Regions from separate parts of the Ovis aries genome. Here region 1 is linked to region 2. A link is a contact called in public Hi-C data. All regions are on one chromosome and are shown on one strand. Each heading gives the region's core, a stretch centred on a gene start, on an enhancer-like site or on the middle of the called end of the contact. The rest is flanking DNA. Distances are from core to core; before and after follow the strand shown. Region 1 has its middle 25 kb from the start of KIFC3. Region 2 overlaps ADGRG1 (adhesion G protein-coupled receptor G1).

The links. A called contact is a pair of places that touch in the nucleus more often than the background predicts.
Region 1: a Hi-C map of liver shows a contact between it and region 2, with 2.9 times the contacts expected there. The contact joins two enhancer-like sites. A contact is called at or near these places in 2 of 16 Hi-C or Micro-C datasets (liver and mixed tissues).

Annotation. Positions count from the first base shown.
Region 1 is chr14:25,392,843-25,395,542 of ARS-UI_Ramb_v3.0, forward strand. No RefSeq gene overlaps it. Among named protein-coding and RNA genes, the nearest start is that of KIFC3, 25 kb to the left of the region's middle. Within about 2 kb of position 1,414, at least 4 of the 54 cell types and tissues checked have an H3K27ac peak or open chromatin away from gene starts, as enhancers often do.
Region 2 is chr14:25,215,423-25,218,122 of ARS-UI_Ramb_v3.0, forward strand. The region is part of intron 1 of ADGRG1 (adhesion G protein-coupled receptor G1); the gene reads left to right. Among named protein-coding and RNA genes, the nearest start is that of TRNAG-CCC, 19 kb to the right of the region's middle. Within about 2 kb of position 1,354, at least 9 of the 54 cell types and tissues checked have an H3K27ac peak or open chromatin away from gene starts, as enhancers often do.

The DNA.
Region 1 (2,700 bases), core at 164-2,663, 180 kb after region 2:
CTTTGCGATCCCATGGACTGCAACACACCAGGCTTTCCTGTCCTTCACCAACTCCCAGAGCTTGATCAAACTCATGTCCATCGAGTTGGTGATGCCATCCAACCATCTCATCCTCTGTTGTCCCCTTCTCCTGCCTTCAATCTTTCCCAGCATGAGGGTCTTTTCCAATGAGTCAGTACTTCGCATCAGATGGCCAAAGTATTGAAGCTTCAGCTTCAGCATCAGTCCTTCCAATGAATATTCAGGACTGATTTCCTTTAGGATTGATTGGTTTGATCTCCTTGCTGTCCAAGGGACTCTCAAGAATCTTCTCCAACACCACAGTTTAAAAGCATCAGTTCTTCGGCGCTCAGCTTTCTTTATAGTCCAACTGTCACATCCATACTGACTACTGGAAAAACCATAGCCTTGACTGTTCAGACCTTTGTCGATAAAGTAAAGCAAAGGCACAGACTCAGTTAAAAGTGAAGGCTGTATGCTTAGCCCATTTTGCTTGTGCTTTTATGTTGTCAGATTCCATTTCAGGGGAAGAATCAGAACTCTCAGATTATAAACAAGCAGAATTATGGGCTACACCAAGCTTCTAGGTAGACAACATTCCTGAAAAATTACATAATTTGGGGGGTAGGATAGATATCAAGAGGATTACCAAGACAAGTGGCCCCAAAGTTATAAGCCAATGGACTACCTCAAAAAATGTATTTCATGATGTGAATGAAAAAAGGAAAGGACAGAATGCCATGCTGAGGTTCAACTGCAAGTAGGAAAATGAAAAACTACTTTCAATGCCTGGGGGTGGAGGGAATATCTATAAAATGCAGGCCTCAAAGAAAACAAGGACCGGAGTATAGGTTCATGCACATATCATTTCTGTAGCCATAAAACCCTAAAACGTTTTCTAATAATAAGAAAGGAGGACTTCCCTGGTGGTCTAGTGGTTAAGAATATGCCTTGCAATGTAGGGGATGCAGGTTTGATTCCTGGTCAGGAAACTAAGATCCCACATGCCAAGGAGCAACTAAGCCCACGGTCTACAACTAGAATCCTCCCATCGCAACAAACGATCCGGCACGATGCAACAGATTCCTCCCGTGTGCTGCAACCGAGCCCCAACACGGCCAAATTAATTAATTAACTTTAAAAAAAGAAGAGGAGCATAAACCTGGAGCCCAGATGGCTGGACACAACATCCAGGGTAAAGGAAGCAGAGGCTGGCATTCCCAGGGCTGGCAGGCACACAAGGACAAGAAGGCTAAGATGAGGCAGGGACACCCGGGAACGCACACACGCCACATCTAAGCAACAGTAAGACCAAAGGCCAAACACCCAAGAAAGAACCCTTGGCAACGCAAGGGGCACAAGCGTTCGAATGGCACTGAGGTCAGCAGCTGTGTGCTAAGTATGAGTAATAAGACACTCAGCTGAGCACAGTATAAGAAAGCCCATTGAAGATCCTGGAAATATGCAGCTTACTAATACATGGGATAAAAAGAGAATTAAGGAAGCTTTCAGCCGAAACCAAAGTTTGGGATGAAGCAAAACATGAAAGAAGCACAGATATTTTCTATAGCTGACCACTTCCTTATTTTGTTCTCTTTTTCCAAAAGAGTAAATCGCCTCTTTTGTTTAGTGTTCTTCACTAGTAATAAGAAATCGCTGAGTAGAACAGCTCCAAATCCCCAAGCAATGCATAGCTTTGGGTGGTTTGTTAGTTGTGTCATTCAACATCCTATCATTAGCCGGCGAATTAAGAGAAATACCACCCTTTTTTTTTTCGTATTGGCAATCTCATGCAGATATTGTTAGGGTTCTGCCATTAAAGGTGTGTGTTGTTGGGGGGGTTGCCCTTAGACTTCCTTCTAACCATGTCTGAGAAATGCTGATTCAACAAGCATTATTATTTGTTTCAGTTTCTTGTTTTCAGGGCTATTACTCATATCTGGAAGAACTACCCTAGACTGAAATGAATAATTCAAATATGAATCATGCAAAGTTTCTAATCTCCTTTTTTAGTCTTCAAAAATTTCTTTTTCACAGTCATCATGTAGTGATCCAATGGAGTAATATTAAAAAGGATCTCCCTACATCCTGAGCCCTATCCTTTTAAGTACATTTAGATTCTGATAGAATACAAAGTATTACTTTTAGTACAAACTCATGGCTCTTACTCCTTCCTGGCCGCTTTCTTTCCTGGTGAGTGCTGTTTTGTTTTCAAATTTGCCCAGTCATTTAACATAGTATTGAAATGTGGTGCTGGAGAAGACTCTTGAGAGTCCCTTGGACTGTAAGAAAATCAAACCAGTCAATCATAAAGGAAATCAGCCCTGAATATTCATTGGAAGGACTGATGCTGAAGCTGAAGCTCCAATACTTTGGCCACATGATGCAAAGAGCCCACTCATTGGAGAAGACCTTGATGATGGGAAAGATTGAAGGCAGAAGAAGAAAAGGGTGGCAGAGGATGAGATGGTTGGATGGCATCACTGACTTAACGGACATAATTCTGAGCAAATTCCAGGAGATGGTGAAGGACAGGAGAGCCTGGTGTCCTGCAGTCCATGAGGTTGCAAAGAATTAAACATGACTTAGCACTGACAACAACATCCTCAGTCTATTTTAAGTAAATTTAGATTCTGATGGAATGCCAAGGGTTACTTTTTGGTACAAACTTTTGCGGCTCTGGCCACTTTCTTTCCTAGT
Region 2 (2,700 bases), core at 104-2,603:
CAGCTGAAGATGAGGGCTGGAGCTGGGAAGCTGGGCTGGGTCTTCCCACTGCTGGCTCTCCCTGCAGGAGGGCAGGACTAGGCTCACACCTGGAGACCCACTGGGGCAGGGGCCCCCCTCCCCACACACACACCCCTGCTCCCAGCTGTGCTTAAAGGTCCCAGGCACCCTGATAAATGCTAGGTGAGCCACCCAGGACTGTGATTCATCCTCACCACCACTGAGGTGGAGACGAGACACCACGGGGGAGGCAAGCTGCCCTGGCTCCCGTCCAGAGCGAACCATTTACCACCCAAGTGATCTGGGGCCGGCCCCACCCACCTCTGACTCTGTAAGACAGGGCTCCTGGTGGCATCCCAGCCTTGTAAGCCAGTGGTTCTATGCCCGCAGAGTGTTGGTCAACGGGCTGCCTGGTCAGGCTGGACTCCCAAGCCCCACACCAGACCTGGAGCCTCTGCCCCTCACACGCCGTTATTGTTTAGTCACTCAGTGCAGCTCTTTTGTGACCCCACGGACTGTAGCCCACCAAGCTCCTCTGTCCCTGGGATTTCCCAGGGAAGAATACTAGGGTGGGCTGCCATTTCCTTCTCCAGGGAATCTTCCCAACTCAGGGATCCAACCCGAGGCTCCTGCCCCATCTTCTGCATGGCAGGTGGGTTCTTTACCGCTAAGCCCCTCACATATATTCCATCACAAAACGTTTATGCATCCCTGACAGTACCCTGCATGTATGTGTGCACGTGTTTTCATCCTAATGTTACTGCTCTCCTGGCAAAAAAAAAAAAAAAAAAAAGGAAAAAAAAATTGGGAAAAAAACCCATCAAGCTCATAGCAGCTACTGGGTAAAAATTCCCCGCTACTTCTGATTTGCTGAATGAAGAAAAAAATCTTTTGTGCTATTTTCAGAGATGCTGAATGTCAGTGTGGAGGATCTGTGATAATGCATTTCAGTGAACTTCCTGGGGTGTTTCTGACCCATCGTGGGTTTGGGCACCTCTGATGTGAACTCCTCGTGGCAAAGGTGGGCATATAGGGTTGAGCATAGGCTGTGGACTGCCCCCTACCCCACCACATCAGAACACAGAAGTTAATTCTGATGGCAGTTAGGGAAAGCTTCAAGGGGAGGGCGTGTCTTCACTGAGTTTAGAAAGATGAGTTGGGTCATGGAAAGAGGGAAGCGATCCAGACAGAGAGGCTAGTCGGGGGATGGATAAGCCTGCGGTCCACGCGTGTGTTACTGGCAGGAGAATGCCTGGGGGCCTAGGTCATCTTCCTGGGGAGGCGCCTGCCTGGGAAGGGTTAACCCCAGAGCCACCAAGGTCCTGTCCACTCAACTTCCACCTCTGTCCTCTGAGGAAATGGGTTTTCCAGGGGCCTGGACTGGGCCAGCAGTGACCCGTGGCTCTAAACGGATGGCAGAGGAAGTGAGTCAGGCCTCAGGGGAGAAAGTGAGCCATGAGTCCCCTGCCCATTACCCTCTCCCCCACCGTGAGGATGGGCAGGGCTGGGCCTGCACTGGAGCCGGGGCATCTCCTCCTGGGCCCAGCCAGCCCGAGGGATGGGCAGCCGGGAGTCTTAGCTTAGATGAGCCCTGGCCCCTCCGCTCTGCCTTGATCCTTGGGGACTCTGTGATGGTGGCCCTCATTGTGTCAAACTGGGCCAGATTGTTTTGTTCTCTGCGTGTGTTTACGGAAGGCCTGAGGTCAAGGGCAGCTGCTCTAGAAGGGGCTGGTGGGGGAGGGGCCTCTACTGGAGACTCGGCCCCCTAAATTCTCTCTCCCAGGCTGGAGTTATCTGCACAGCCTGTGGTCTTGGCTGCCACCCACCCACCATTTCTCTCTCCTTTTGTTTGGGGGTCTCCCCAAACCAGAGGAGCAAGAATCTCTAGAAACTATTGGCTCCAGCTCTCCAAGGAGTTCTCTAGAATGACACTGAGGTCCGTGTCTTAGCTCCACCGGTGGGGAAGCTTACAACATCCACTGCCCTAGTCTCAGTTTTCTGATCTGTAAAATGGCAAAACAGCAGGACCGGCCTCACAGGGTGGCTCTGAGGATCTCATGAGAGTGTAGATGGTGCCCCCGTCCAGCCCTCCTTTCCCTCAGAGGCTTCTGGGGACCGGCTCATGTCCGTGCTGTGAGGTGGGAAGTTTTCTGGGTGGGGTTTCAGTCTTCCCAGAAAGGAAATTTCATGCTCGAAGAATTTCCTGTTGAGGTGCTTTGGAAGTTGAGCTGGGGCCCACGAGGGGGTGACGTGGAGGGTGAGAGGGAAGATGTAGGAGTAGGGACCTGTGACGGGCCCAGGGGGCTGGGTGAGGGGCAGGCGTGAGCTGGTCAGGAAGGATACAGAGGTACTGAGCCAACACCTATGGCACCTGCCTTGTGCATATTCCTGCTCTAAATCCTCTATAGATACCAATTCATTCAGTTCTCACAATGACCTTTGAAATAGTCTTGATTTTTATACCTATTTACAGATGACAAAAGTGAGGCCCAGAGAAGGTGAGTAACTAGTCCAGAGACACATGGACATTGAGTAGAGGAATTGATATTTAAACCCAGTCTGGCTCCAGAGTCTACTCTACTAAGGATGGGTTAAAGGAAACCAGGCAGTCCCTCCCCCTCAAATTCCAAGAAACTCTATAAGGCTAGAGTTGTTCACCCTGGAGTGGCTGTTCAAGCAGCCAGGGTAGAGTGGGGATGA